Regions from separate parts of the Mus musculus genome. Here region 1 is linked to region 2. A link is a contact called in public promoter capture Hi-C data. All regions are on one chromosome and are shown on one strand. Each heading gives the region's core, a stretch centred on a gene start, on an enhancer-like site or on the middle of the called end of the contact. The rest is flanking DNA. Distances are from core to core; before and after follow the strand shown.

The links. Capture Hi-C pulls out chosen DNA fragments and counts their contacts.
Region 1: a contact with region 2 is called in a promoter capture Hi-C map of liver, with 3 times the contacts expected there. The contact joins the promoter of Hibadh here to the promoter of Nfe2l3 in region 2. A contact is called at or near these places in 2 of 39 promoter capture datasets (embryonic stem cells and liver) and 1 of 9 other capture datasets (liver).

Annotation. Positions count from the first base shown.
Region 1 is chr6:52,635,273-52,642,702 of GRCm38.p6, reverse strand. Hibadh (3-hydroxyisobutyrate dehydrogenase) reads left to right here and starts at 2,403. Exons shown (of 8, transcript NM_145567.1): 1 at 2,403-2,542. The coding sequence starts at 2,455. It overlaps LOC115490472 (a small nucleolar RNA gene), which reads left to right and starts at 3,348; the gene lies at 3,348-3,469.
Region 2 is chr6:51,429,949-51,437,020 of GRCm38.p6, reverse strand. It overlaps Nfe2l3 (nuclear factor, erythroid derived 2, like 3), which reads right to left and starts at 4,352. Exons shown (of 4, transcript NM_010903.2): 1 at 3,608-4,352. The coding sequence starts at 4,114.

The DNA.
Region 1 (7,430 bases), core at 1,154-3,653, 1.2 Mb before region 2:
AAGCAAGTCAGCGCTTCTGGAAGGAGACAATAGTCTGCAGGATATGGGAATAAATTAAAACTATGACTTAGCCCTTTGTGACACTGAAACAAATAGAATCAAACTTTCAATATTGGATGAGTTCCATAGCCAGAGTGAAACCAAAGCAAACTAAACCAAACCACACATAAGAGGTGCTTCCCTTGCTCTCCCACAGTCCCTTATTCTTTCTACTCCTAGGGGGATGGTGTTCACAAGAGTCGGCCTTTTGTAAGAAATAACTCATTTTCAAGAAAAGAGCCCCATAAACAACCCAGAGAAACAAAAACAGTAGCTCACAATAAAAATGACAAAAGCAATCTGATTGGGCGTAAAATCTCAGGAGGACTGGGATATTAACTCAAGGAGCCGCGGAGATGAATTGATGTGTTGTCTCGTGTCGTAAACAGCTCTGCTGTGGGGGTCGGCAGAGCTGGGAAGCAGACTGCACTTCAGCAGTTAAATATAGAAACCTGTAGGGACACATTTATTGCTTGCAGAAAATCCATTCCAGTAAAACCTAAAGAAACCAGAATAGAGAGACATGAAATACTTCAGAAACCAATTAGCCCTATTAGGGATGGAAGCACCAAATCGAAGACTATCCAGTAGCTACGATGTTATTTGTTTGTTTATACTTGTTTTGTTTACTTTCTCTTTACATCTGACTTTCTTTTCTGTTTTTAGGGTGGGGCAGAGGACTGTTTAGAAGGGAATTGGTTTCCTATAGCTCCAGATGGGTCCTTGAACTCCCGTATGGGTTCCTGGGAACATTAATACCATGCCAGAACTCCTGAGCCTGCAAAAAAAAAAAAAAAAAAAAATTGACAATCTTAGTTTTCCTTTTATCAGCCCTGTGGGTGACTAGGAAGAGGCACTTTGCTTTTTAAAGGTCAAACTTGAATCCCTTGATTTTGCTTTTTAGGATGACTGCAGCACAAGGAAAATGAATTAAAACAAGACGAACACAGGTGTTTTTTGTCATTTTGTTTTGTTTTGCTTTTTTTTTTTTTTTTGAGGATGGAAGGTAGGCATCTTGGTTTTCTTATTGCTTGCCCTCCCCCTACCCCCCAAGCCCCATTCTTGCCTCTTGGCCTACTTTTCTTCAAAGGTTACAAGTCTTGTTTTAGTGTACTGAAGATAAAAATTCTCCAGTGGAAATTGAATACTTTGCGATTATCCTCAAGGAACAGATATTCAAATATGTATACTGTCTTACTTAGGGTTTCATTGCTGTGAAAAGACACTATAACCATGGCCACTCTTATAAAAACAAAACCATTTAATTGGGGCTGGCTTACAGTTGCAGTGACCTAGTCTATTGTCATCATGGTGGGGCACATAGCAGCATCCAGGCAGACGTGGCGCTAGAGTTGGTGCTGAGAGTTCTAGGTCTTGATCTGAAAGCAGCAGAAGGGGACTGTGTGCCACACTAGCTGTCGTTTGAGCATATGTAAGACCTCAAAGCTGGTCTCCACAGTGATGCCTTTCCTCCAACAAGGCCACACCTTCTCCAATAAAGTCACACCTCCTATGTGCCAAGCACTCAAACATATGAGTCTATGGGGGCCATGCTTATTTAAGCCACCAAATATACCAAATAGTCAAATAAGGAAAGATCAGCAAAATATCTGTTTTTATAATATACATATATACTACTTCCTGGGTTTAAATGTACCATTAGATTTTGGGTTCAAAAGATGCAGGTTGTAGAAAATTTTAAACATTGACGCATTTCTTGGAACTCAGTAAGTTCCTAGAAATTCTACTCTTCAAAGAGAACAGTGCTATTAAATTACTTCCCTACTACTTTTCAAATACGACTGGAAAAACCATTGAGTTGTATATCACATAGATTTCAGTTATTACACACATGGTAGATTCTGTGATTGTGTTTCAACAGACGCTGAAAATATATATGTTAACCCTGGGAGGTCCATGTATTTATTACTGAAGTTAAAAATGAGTCCCTATACTAGGAAACACAACATTTCTGCTCTTTCCTTTAATACTGCAGTAGCTGCGGTTCTTGTCTGGGAGGAAGAAAAACAATTAGCAGCCCAGTGAAGAGGCAGTTGCTCAGTGCAGGTGCTCGGAGGAGGCGGTAGTGAGCGACAGCCACCGCCTCCCACACACCCCTCAGCTTTTGGGTAAACAAGAATTCTCTCACCCAAAGGTTGTAAATTCAGCAGGAGCCGGAGGCAAGGCAGGGCGTCTATGGATTTCGGGATCCTGATTGGACTGTTCCCGACTCCGGCCACGCCTCTCAACACAGTGCTCCGCCCCGCGCTGGGCGGAGTCCAAGCCGAGCAAGGAGAGCGCGTGCGCGAGCTGTCCTTACGGAGGTGCGGGCCATCCCGGCTGCGCACACTCGTAGTTCACAGGCCGTGTGTGAGGCGGCGGAGGTCACGGCGCGGAGGCGGGGCGGGGGACAGCATGGCAGCCTCCTTGGGGTTCCGGGGAGCAGCCTCCGGCCTCTGGTACTGGAGCGGCCGGCGGCGGCCCGTGGGCAGCCTTGCAGCGGGTAAGGACCTCGCGCCCCATCTGCTCTTCTTCCTCTGGTCATCCGAGGAGGGCTTTTCGCCCGAAGGGCTGCGGTTGGTTTGAGGGTAAAAGCGACAATTGTGGTCGCCTCCTAGGCCTGGGCCCCCTTGTAACTGCCTCCTGAGCCGTCAGCCTTCCACTCCTGCCCTATGCCCGGCTCCAGATTGTTCAGCGTTTCCTCTGCGGGACCCAGGAACAGCTTGTGATGAAGGGAGGAATGTTTGGGTCCCTGGCGTGCGCTTTGGATTTGGGGCTCCTAGGACATTTGGAGGGCTCAGCTCCAGAGGTGACCCCACCGCACCCACCTCTGGGACCCCTGGCCTTCCAGCTCCCTGGCTTCACCCTAAGCGGGGGCTCCCTCAGACTTCAAGGCCTAATTTGTGTTTTAACTACTCTAGTCGGTGGCATGGCGGTATCCTAGAAATCCAGCAAAGTTTGTCACCCTTGACCAGCAAGCAGAGCGAACTCCATTATGAAATGGAGTTGTGCTGCCTCAAAGTGGTGGACTTTTGTCGAAATATTAACCACAATTCTTTGCCTCAAAGTTGTGTCTATAACCTAACCGACTACTATGCTGTGCTGCAAGTATGGAAAGTGACCAGGTTTTAAGCTTTTAGAGCGACATGAATATCTGAGAACTGCTTTTCACATGAGGATCTCCCAAGGCCTTAGAATGAGTAAATTGGGACTTCTCCAACAAGATCCAGGAAGTACCCCTTGTTTCTCCCTGACTCTTGGATTTTCTAGGACATCAAGACACCTCTTTAATTAAGAATTGGTTGAAATGGTCATTACCAAGGCTTTTAGAATGCAGTTTCTCATTTGCTGTGGACATGACCATAAAGAAAAATTCCCATGAGGGTTTTCATATGCTACTTGTCTAGCAGTTAACCTGTTGGGAACATGTGTTGAAAAAAAAAATTGGTTGATTTGTGGGAGATACCGAAGGATTTTTTTTTTTAAATGTAAAAGTTTATTTTAACAATGTGCTGGTTAGCACTATCATATACAGGACTAGCAAACAAAACACCGTTGCCTTTGCTTAGCATGCAGGAGGCTCTGGATTCAGGGTGCTTGTGTTCACTTGTTTTAATTTTTGTGTAAGAAATATGTTGGGAGTTGATTTCTGAGCAGCTCCCAGTCTTTGCCCTCAGGAAAAACTTATGAAATTTCTTTCTGCTTTGGAAGAGCATTTGTGTGCAATAGGTAGCAGATGACAGATAAGGAATTGTGATTAGCCAGATGCAAACACATGATTTTGGATATAATTTTTTTCTTTTTAAAAACACTTTGAAGGGAGCAGCAGTTTTCTTATCAGTGTACAACATTTTGAGATCTGATTAGTTCAGGATGATATATTTGCTGTTTAGTGTTTTTACAAGGTGACTAATGATAGTTTCTTGAACCATTCATGTACCTTTTAAGGGTTATGAAAGTTCTTACAATTCATGATAGGAGAGTCTGAGGCCAAAGCTTATAATCCTATGCTCTGACAGCAGGAAGGACCTGTCTCCCTGGTGCTGGGTAAACTGCCTTACCAAGCCATCTTGTGCTTGGGCTGCTCTGGCCCAAAGGCATGTGTCTATGAACAATTAATTTTAAGAAAAAGTTCTTTAGTGATGTCTTTGAAACACTCAAACAATCCCTTTTTACTTTGGAGTTATTTTAAATTAGTTATTTTAAACTAATATTAATGACAAATAGTAAACTAATTACAAAAAATGTTAATTTTTTTTGAGATTTAAATCTTTTCTAAAAATTGGGGAAAATACCTCATCTCCATGCAACTTTGAAGTGTAGGAAAATGTAGAAAAGGAACCATGTTCAATTACTAATACTTGATGTTCTGAATTCTGTGGAGGGATTTGCCTCCATATTATGTTTAAGCTATTTATAGAGAATAGTTGATAGTGTTATAAAGACCCATGTACTTTTTAAAAAATGAGACTTACAAGGTGTCAACTTATGGCAGCTGTAATACATTTAATGCATACCAGAAGAAACAGAGAAAATAATTTCTTTCCTGTTTCATAATTCATTTAATAAGCAAATTTTGTATTTTTTATAAATATTTTTTATTACGTATTTTCCTCAATTATATTTGTATTTTTTAAAAAAGATAATTGTACTTAGCTTTAGGTCTATTTTTTAAAGAGGACACACACACACACACACTTTCTTCAACTAACTTATTGGGACTCCTCAACATGTACATAGAAAAATTGTATCAGGACATTTTTAAAGACCACTTGACCAAAGGTGGGGTGGGAAATTGAATAGCACTGTATATAGAGTTGCAAATACTAAGTTTAAAAAACTACAGATGCCTTTTGTGTATGTGCTTGTATTTCTTGTATGTTTAGATTTAAGCTTTTTTTTCCTCACAGTTTTATCCATAATACAGCAATTTGTGATTATATTCACCCACATTCCCCTCTGTTCTACCTCCTCCTTTCCCTCTGAACCCCTTCTTGCCAGCCTGTTCCCCAGTCACACCATTCACAAAATGATAACCCTTCCAGCAACACCCATTAGCAGGCAGAAGCACTACAGGAAGGGTGGGTCCTCATGGGACCACCTCTGTGCATGATGGCCTGTTGAAGGGTCAGGTGACCACGATTGTAGCAGCTGGGTGGTGTCTGGATGGTCTTGTTCTGTGGCATTCCTCATCATCCTCTCACTCTTCAGCGCCCATGGTCCGCGATGTTCCCTGAGGCTAGGGGAGGAGAAGTGATAATGGTTTTGTAGAATGTACTCCACTTTTTTAAAAAAAAGATTTGAATCTCAAAAAAAGTTAACATTTTTGAGGTTAGTTTACTATTTGTCATTATTATTAATTTATATAAACACTGGCATTTAAAATAATTCCAAAGCAAACCTCAAGTCCAACTCTGAGGTTGTAACCTCAGAGTAATCAAGTATATAATGTTACTGTTTTCCATTTACATTAGCGTCACTTAGTTTGGGACATGCAGGTCTGAAAGTTACATGTGGCCTTGGGACTAAAGTTGACCTTGAACTTACAAGAGTACCCACCGAGAAATACTTATTACTGAAGTAACGTGAGACCTTCCCAGAGTCCGCCATCATCCTTAGCTGAGGAACTTTTACTGTTAAGGCAAACAGTGTTTGTTACATTATTGTATGCAACAGAGGACAAAATTTGCTTATTAAATGTGCGTACCGCGGTTCTTTCTTAGCCAGTTGTGCTTGTTTCACTTCCAAGAGTCACTCACCATTAAACACAGGCTGAAAATACTACATGGAAAGATATTTTGGGATCAACCACATTTGTATAACTTCAAAACATGTTATAAATTTTCTATATTATCGTGATTATTTTTATTTGTCTCTTACTGTGCCTAATTTATAAATTAAGCTTTATTATGGGATATATACATATATATTTATGAATTAAGATTCATCATGGGGTGTATATATATTATATACATTATTTTCTGCATATTATTATATATATAGGAAAACATGTTTGACATTGTAATTTCAGACATCTTAATTTCAAACTATTTCCTTCAGATAAAGGAAGAACACAATCTTATGACACAATGAAAAATCCATTTAGAAGCTTTAAATGATTATTTTTGTATAATGAAGTAAACTTTTCCTTATGACTTTATAGTTTTTAATAGTTTTTTTATAGTCTATATTCATGTGTTCCTTTGATTAGGTAGATTTTGAAAATGTAAGATAATTTTTTTTTTTTTTACAGATAGCAGACTGATTTCTGGTAGCCAAGTTACCAAGATATAATAACTTTGCTCCTATTACATAATCTGTAAATTTAAAAACCAGTGTTGCCAAATTTTCTAACCAGTTTCTCCACCAATCAGCTAGCATCAGCTTTATGCTGACTGTGTTTTGTTTTGTTTTGTTTTGTTTTGTTTTTTTCCGGCTTGATTTTATCTGGCATCTGACATGGCTGTCTCTGCACACTGCTGTTAAGATAGGTGGGTTTCTCTTGTAGGTTTGCAGGTGTTTCTAGAGTCCCACTAAATTCCCTGGGAGCCCTGAACCTTTGGGAGTCAATTCTGTGCGCCAAGTACTCCATCAGAAGCTCCCTTCACTGGAAGACGTCACTCCCCAAGTGACTCCTGCTGCCTTTAATCTGTCTCTTCCTTCTAACCCACTAGGTTAAAAAGGCCGTTGGGTGTAGGACTTGTTCCTCAGTGGCACTTTCTGACCCTTCTAATACAAGTAGCTACTGTTTACTGACTGTCATGTGCTAGGCATTGTTTAATGTTTTACATATCTTATTTCAAATAATCTTTACAGTAACCTTCTGATGTTGTTGGTTCTGTTGTTGATAAAGACATCTAGAGGAGTTAGTAACTTTATGCTTCAAGGGCTTACAACCAAAGGTGACTTTACATGGACCTCCTAAACTCAGAATTTAAATGTGATCATAACCAATGAGCAACTTTCCTTTGGGCAATACTTATACCAATTTCATTTCTTGTCTTGCCCCAATGATGAAATGAAGAGAGCTAAGCCCATCACTGACAACCTGTTATGATTGATGCTCAGATAGTTAGCCCAGATAACATAGGCCTCCTCGTTCTTGGCTCCTTAGCATCTGCAGCGAAGGTCTGCACTGTCCCCTCAGCTCTTGGATTCTGTCACTTGGAGTTTCACAAGAACTAGTCTTTTGGTAGATAGTCTGTGCCTCTTGCCTGCTAGCATTTTGCCTGTTTGCCTGTTTTACACCCAGCCCTTTGACACTTTGTTCACACTAGACAAATGATTTGTTCCTTCATTTCATTAAGCACCTCTCTAGCTTTTATCCAGTCTGAAATTCATTTATAAACAGGAATTTTACTGATACCTTTGTTAATCTTAATTTTTTTAAA
Region 2 (7,072 bases), core at 3,103-5,602:
AACCACAAGATGACCACAAGCTAACTCACTTCCCAATAGCTCTTTGAAACATATAGCTCTTTGATATATATATTCAACTCCACAAAACTGTTAATTTAATTTTTTATTATTTCTTTTGATGTGTACAGGTATCTGCATAGTGACATGCATGTATGTCTGCATACCCCGCATGTAATGCGGTACCTGCAGATCCTCTGGAAACGGTGTTACAGATGGTTGTTAGGCACTATGTGAGTGCCAGGACCCACTGCATCCTCTTTAAGGGCATGGAATGTATGCAGTGCTCTCGGAGGCAACAAGAAGGTGTTAGATTCGCCTGGAACTGGAATAACAGACAGTTGTAAGTCACTGTGTAGGTGCTGGGAATGGAACCAGGGACCTCTGGAAGAGCTGTAAGTGCTCTTAACTCCTGTACCATCTCTCCTGCCACCATAGCTTTATTTCTTGAGGATCCATCCTTCCCTGTGCTGAGCCTGGGCTTCGTCAGTTCTAAGTGAACAGCCATGGTTATAAAAGGTATCTGTCAGCTCTGGGGAATTCCAGGGTCTGTTTTCATAATTATTTGTCCGTCTAAGAAATGAAATCAAAGCAGTGCTTGCTTTTGATACTTTGAAAAATCCCCTATTCTAAAATGTTTTTGTATATGCATATAAAAGCTGTGAAAATTGTACTCTAAAACAAGACTCTTCTATGACTCAAATGTAAGTCACTGGAATTATCAGGTGTCGGCCATACGCATCCACTCCCTAATAAGCAAGCTGGGCATAGAGACAAGTCTGAAGGAGAACAATAAATGTTTTCAACTGCAGATTTCAAATATAGGGGGAAAGAACAAGGGCGACTCAGACACCCTGTTGGCACTTAACCCTTGCTTTTCCCCTCCAGGAAAACTTCACTCTCCCACTTGTAGTGAGCCCCTGGGACTTGGAGTGATTCGAAGGGCCCATGGGGAATGGCATTATGTCTCTAGCCCATTTCCCCCAGAGTCACGGTCTTCATTATGAATGCACAGCCCGCTTTTCCCCTCTTTCTGTGTGTTTGTGTATGTGATTTTTACCTAATGTGTTGAGGTGGTGTGCCTGCATGTCTGTCTGTGCACCCTGTGCATGCAGTGTCCTCAGGGGTCAGAAGAAGGCGTCAGACCCTCTGGAACTGGATTTATAGATGGTTGTGAGCCACCATGTGAGTGCATGGACGCAAACCTGGGTCCTCTGCAAGGGTAGCAAATGCCCTTAGCCACTGAGATCTCCAGCCTACAATCTGTCTTTAAAAAAAAAATGCAAGTCAGGCATGGTGACACACACCTGTAATCCCAGCACTTGAGAAGTTGGGACAAGAGGAGTAAGAGGTCCAGGCCAGCCTGGTCAATAATGCTCAATAAAGCTAGTGTGGTTCGTGCCTGTAATCTTATATTAGAGGGGGAAGGGGAAACCTCAAGAGTTCAAGATCATCCTCGGCTCCATAGCAAGTTCAAGACCAACATTCTATTACAAAACACCCATCACCACCACCACCACCACAACAAACCCCAATTGAACATACCACAAACAAATTCTGCACCAGAAAGCAGTTGTCTTGGGGCAAGGAGCCAGGCTGAATAAGAAGCTAATTCACTCCATCGCAGACGCACTCTAATGGGGAGAGCTTGAGCGCAACCCATGCATGGTACTTAATTAATATACCAGTCTGGGAGACTGAAGATCCAGTTCTCAGTCCACTTCCGCCATTAACTATTGCATATCTTCAGCCGAGTTTCCTGACCTCTTTGGGTATTGTTTCCTCAAGAACAGACAGACAGACAGACAGACAGACAGACAGACAGACAGACAAGTACAGGGCATTTCCACCATGGCGCTGGAAAGGCCTCAGCAACTGATCAGCTTGACTGAAAAGAAACAACCCCCACACGGTTACCCTGGCCTTGCAGAAGCACCTGCAGCCCAGCCTGGGAAGGCACTGTCAAGAGAGTTGCTGGGGGTCTGGTGGAAGACTGGAGGGCATGGGACCACCGTGGCTTTGTTCTCTCCTCCTCGAAGAAAGACAGACTCCAGGTCGTCCTTGTGAGAACCATTGACACAGAGGGTAAGAAGGGAGAGGGAGGAGCTGCCGGACGCCTGGGTTCAGATTCTGCCCACCATAACTAGCTGGTTCTGGTACCTTGCACAAGTTTTTAAACCCGTGTTTCAGTTCCCAGGCCATCAGAGCTGCCTCCAAAACCAGCCCACCAGTCTAGATAGGTATCAACCAGGCAATGGTAGGAAGGAAGCCTTCAGAGAGAAAATCTTCTATTCCCTTCAAAGGTCTGTACACTTAGCAAGCTGGATGACATTTGGCTGTGAGACTGGTGTGGCACCACCTCGTACAGAATCCACCCAGGGTTTCAAAGTCACACTTTGCAGGACCAGAAAAGGTGTGGAGGTAGCAGGTACTCTCCTAAAATGAGAGATGCCTCTCCTCGGGTGACACCCTTCCCTCTTGGGAGTTCAGATCCATAGACTGGAAGAGGGAGTGGCTTCCTGTTAGTTCTAAACCATCAGGGGCCTATCACCGCTAGCACTAACCCCCACCCTATTAGCTCCCTTCCCAGAGAGGAGGAAGGGATCAGAACAGCCTAACAATGAATCACTAGCACCTCTCGCAATGACCCCTCCAAGAAAGGGTGGAGGAGCCCGTCAGACAACTGCCTACACAAACGGTGATTTTGAACAGCCGCAAACAAACCAGTTTAGTTCCAATTCCCATTTTGCACAAGACTGCTTTTCACAAAAACAACCTCCTACAAACACTTGTGGATTGACATCAGTTAACCTCAAGCACTGGGCCTAAAAGGGAGCCAGTTCCCCCCCCCCCCCACCCGCACCCCCTGGGAGACAGGAGCGCTTTAGTTGCCAGGTCTTTCCTGAGGTTTTCGCCCACAGATCTTGCAGAACTGTTTAGAAACAAAAAGTTCAGCTGCAGGGGAGCACCGGCAACCAAAGGGAACTTACTACGTGTCATGTTTATGTCAATTATGGATTTCACACGTCCCATTAGGGAGTATTCTCAGGCAAGGGTGGGATGGTAGATCACAGAGAGACCACCTGCACTGAACACCGAGCCTACTTAGTCCAGGAGCACAACAACACATCCACAAACGTTTAAACTCAGGGCAAGGATCGTGTCTCGGCTTAGGTGCGTGGTTCTTCAGAGAGATGCACATCTTCTCAGGGGCTGAGGCCTCCTTCATATTCTCTACTCCGGTACAGGTTCCCCATCAAGGCATCTTAATGCATTCGGGGTACGATTAAAGGCCACGTCCAGACAGCACCATTCCCTCTAGCTTCCCCATTACCAAAATACCCTCCACAGCCATCAAACACAAGGAAGGGTGGTCTCTGCACGCAATGGATTTCATACACTTTCCCTAAAAGCAAATCCCCAGAACTCACCCTCTTCATTCAAAAGGAGGCGGGGCACATTTGTCCCGCAACCTGTAACTACCTAGAGTAGGGAGAAAAGAGAGCCCGGGTGTGACCCTGCCTAGTCATCGGGACCCTAGAGCTCGGGGCCAGTTCTTTCTGCCCTGGAGGGCGTAGACGTGCTTCTCGCTTGCGTTTTTTTAGGTTACCTGGCTCCCGCATCCGCCTGCATCTGGCACCTGCGCCGTCGGTTCGGCCGCCTTCTCCTCCTCTTCCTCAGCGGCCAGAGGGCTGCTATGAGCCGCTCGGGGGTCCCCGCCGCCCGCGGATGCTGACTGGCCGCCGTCTCCCACGGCCGACGAGGCGGCGGTGCCGAGCAGCCCGTGGGCCCCGTCTGCGTTCCCAGTCGCCACGCTGTGCACTAGCCACGCGTCCACGCGGGTGCGGGGAATGAAGGGGACCCCGAGCGCGCGCACTTCGTGCAGCAGCCGGCCTTTGGCAGGTAGCAGGGGGGTGCGTTCCCAGCCTTCCGAAGCCGAGAAGGGGTTAGAAGCCGAGGCGGGGCGGGTGGGGCAGAGTGGGAGCAGCTCTTCCCAAAGTGCGGCGGCCGGCGGCGGCAGGAAGAGGTCCAGGTCCACACGGAGCCCTACCAAGCTCAACAGAATCGTGAGTTGCAGGAGGCCGCCGCCCGCCCACCAAGGCTTCGGGAGCTTCATCTCCCACGGTGCGCCGGGGATGCCTGTGTCCACCCGGCTTGGCACTACAGCCGCCCCTGTGGCACCAGCCGAAAAGACAATGGACCAGGGCGTACAAGGGGCCGTTGCAGCCTCACCCCAGCCAGGCACAAAGGCGCTCCCTCGGCTGCCCACACAGTGCCTGGCGCGGCCGGGGACCCAGAGAGGCGGAGGAGACACCTGCAACACCCAGCTCTCAGAACCCGCCCCATTGCCTGGCAACGCCCACAGTTAAGTCCCGCCCCCTTCAAACTTCGCCCCGCCCCGAGCCGCAGGCACAGCCCCTGGGACACACTCATATCTGTTCTGGGCTCCAGGCCTCTTTATAGGAGGAGTTTCAAAGCATTTTGGAATGGAAGCAGATTTAAAGCTCCCAGATGCCCCTGGCAGCCCTGTGGTAGTGACCTGGACCACTCTAGCTGAAAAAACCTATGGGTGGGAGTGGAGGAAAGTTGGAGAAGTTGGGAGGAGACAAGGATGTTTAAACTAGGGAGAAAGTAGCCAGTTTTGAGCACTAAGCACAAGTGGTCACAGGTGGGCAACTACTGGCCAGCACGGAGGGTAAGAGGAGTAGACCCTAAATTCAGATTGCACCCCCATCACCAGACAGCGAGGGTTTCTTAATAATCAGTGTTTCTGTTTCCTTGTCGGCAAAACAAGGAGAATAGTACCCCAAATAGGGATTCAGGGAGATCAGATGAAATCTACGAAAGTCAGGAATCGATACAGATTCCAAGCCTCCTTTTCAGTGAAAGAATATTATATAGACACATGCACATATCTACACCTTTACAGAGTCTTCACTATTCCCTAGACATACTTTGCAAATTGTTAGTCTTCTCTCATGGCATTTTTGCTTCATACCTGAGGGCTGAGAATACCAGCTCTACAGGACTTGTGTGTGTTCAAATCCACCAGCCCCAACACTGCTTTCTAGGTTGAACTTAGGCAAAATTTCACTTTATGTGTCTTTCCGGAGATTCGGGCAAACCATCAAGCACAGGCAGGAAGTACTCTATTATCTGTGGGTTGTTGCCCCCTCATCTTCTAAGGGGTAGCCCCCTAAAGCTCCATCCTCTGAATATTCAGCATATGGGATTAATCTCTCTCCCATCTGTTCTCCCACAGAGCTTTCCCCAGCTGCCAGCATTGCAGCACTTGGCCTATTCTACTTTGTGGTTTACAGAGGCCGAGGGTTAGTATGACTTGACTCTTGTAAACTCTTGAGGGCCAGGAACCTGTTTGGCTCACCTTTGTACCTACACAGTACCCAACATGGGCTTTGCAAGTGGAGATTTTACCAAGCCCTCCTGGTTCCCCCTGGGGAACCTAGCCCCACTTAGGGTTTGTCAACTTAGAAAATTTGTAAGATGCTCTCCCTTCTTCCTCCTTTCCTCTCCCTCCCTCCCTCCTTCCCTCTCTCCTCCTTCCCTTCCTTCTCTCCCTTCCTCCCTTTCTCCTTTCTTCCTTCTCTCCTTTCCTCTCTCTCTCTTTCCCTCCCTCCCTCTCTTTCTTCCTGGAGGTCTCTCCCTCCCTTTTCCCCTCCCTCTTTCCATTCCTCTCTCTTCTTCCCTCCTTCTCTCCTTTCCTCCCTCCCTCTTTCCCTTCCTCCTTTTCTCTCTCCCCAGGGGCTATCTAGTATGACAAATCTTGTCCAGCAAAAGTAGAAGCAAAGATTTTTGTTTTTAGGAGTTGCTAGGGATAGACTGCCCAGAGCTACAGACATATCCAGTCCTTGGTTTTCTGAGACAATGTCTCAATGTGTATTCCTGGCTGGACTCATATGTTCCAACCCCCTGCCTCCCTAGTATGAGAATGACAAGAAGTGTACTGCCATGCCAGGCAGAAGGTGTTTCTGCTTTAAGTCTTGAGTGATTGGGAATGAGGGTGCGTTTATGGGGATGGGGGTGATACTGGGATGATCTTGGCTCAGTAAATGTCTGCCACATTCAGCTTTTTATAGACTGATTTTCTCCCTCGTGTGCTGTTGGAGATTGCGAAGAATATGAGATGGGACGCCTGAGCTCAGTAGCTTGGAGCTCGTTAGGGGCGTAAGATGCTCTCCCTTCTTCCTCCTTTCCTCTCCCTCCCTCCCTCCTTCCCTCTCTCCTCCTTCCCCTCCTTCTCTCCCTTCCTCCCTTTATATAAATCTGTGAAATTCTTAGAAACAAGGATGGCACTTGAGTTCTAAAACACTGTGATGTAAGTGACTTATGGGTTTCTCTAGTACATGCTGTGAACCAAATAAGAATATAGATGAGCCATCAGTCATGGTAGCAACTTTCAGAACCTTATACATAGTTGGTGCCCCCAAAATGTTTCATTTCCCCCATGGTTGGGATGTAGCTCAGTTGGTAGAGTGCCTGACAAGCATGCACAAACCCGGGTTTGACAGATGGCAAGGGTTGGTTTCCTCCTTACCGTAATAGCTCCCAGGGATTGAACTCAGGCTAGCAGCTTTGGTGGCAAGTGTCTTTCCCCAGTGAGCCATATTCACAGCCCAAGTCCTGGAGTTCCTTCCCAGCAGCACATAAACTGGACAGATGTATGTGGTGGTTGCTGTCCACCTACAACCCCGGGAGCTCGGATGAAAAAGCAGAAGGATCAGGCAAGAGTTCAAACACAGACAGGGTTACGTAAGCCTTTGTCTAAGAAAGACTAAATTAATTAATTAATTAATTAATTAATTAATTAATTAGTTAAAAGGGTAGATACCACCAGGCAGTGGTGGCACACACCTTTAGTCCCAGCACTCAGGAAGCAGAGGCAGACAGATTGATTTTTGAGGCCAGTCTGGTCTACAGAGTAAGTTCCAGGACAGGCAAGGTTATACAAAGAAACCCTGTCTCAAGCTCCCTCCCTTGGAGGGGTGGGGTTGGGGGAAGGGTAGCTGGCCTGGAACTCAGTATGTAGGCTAGGCTAGCCTGGAATTTAGTGAGA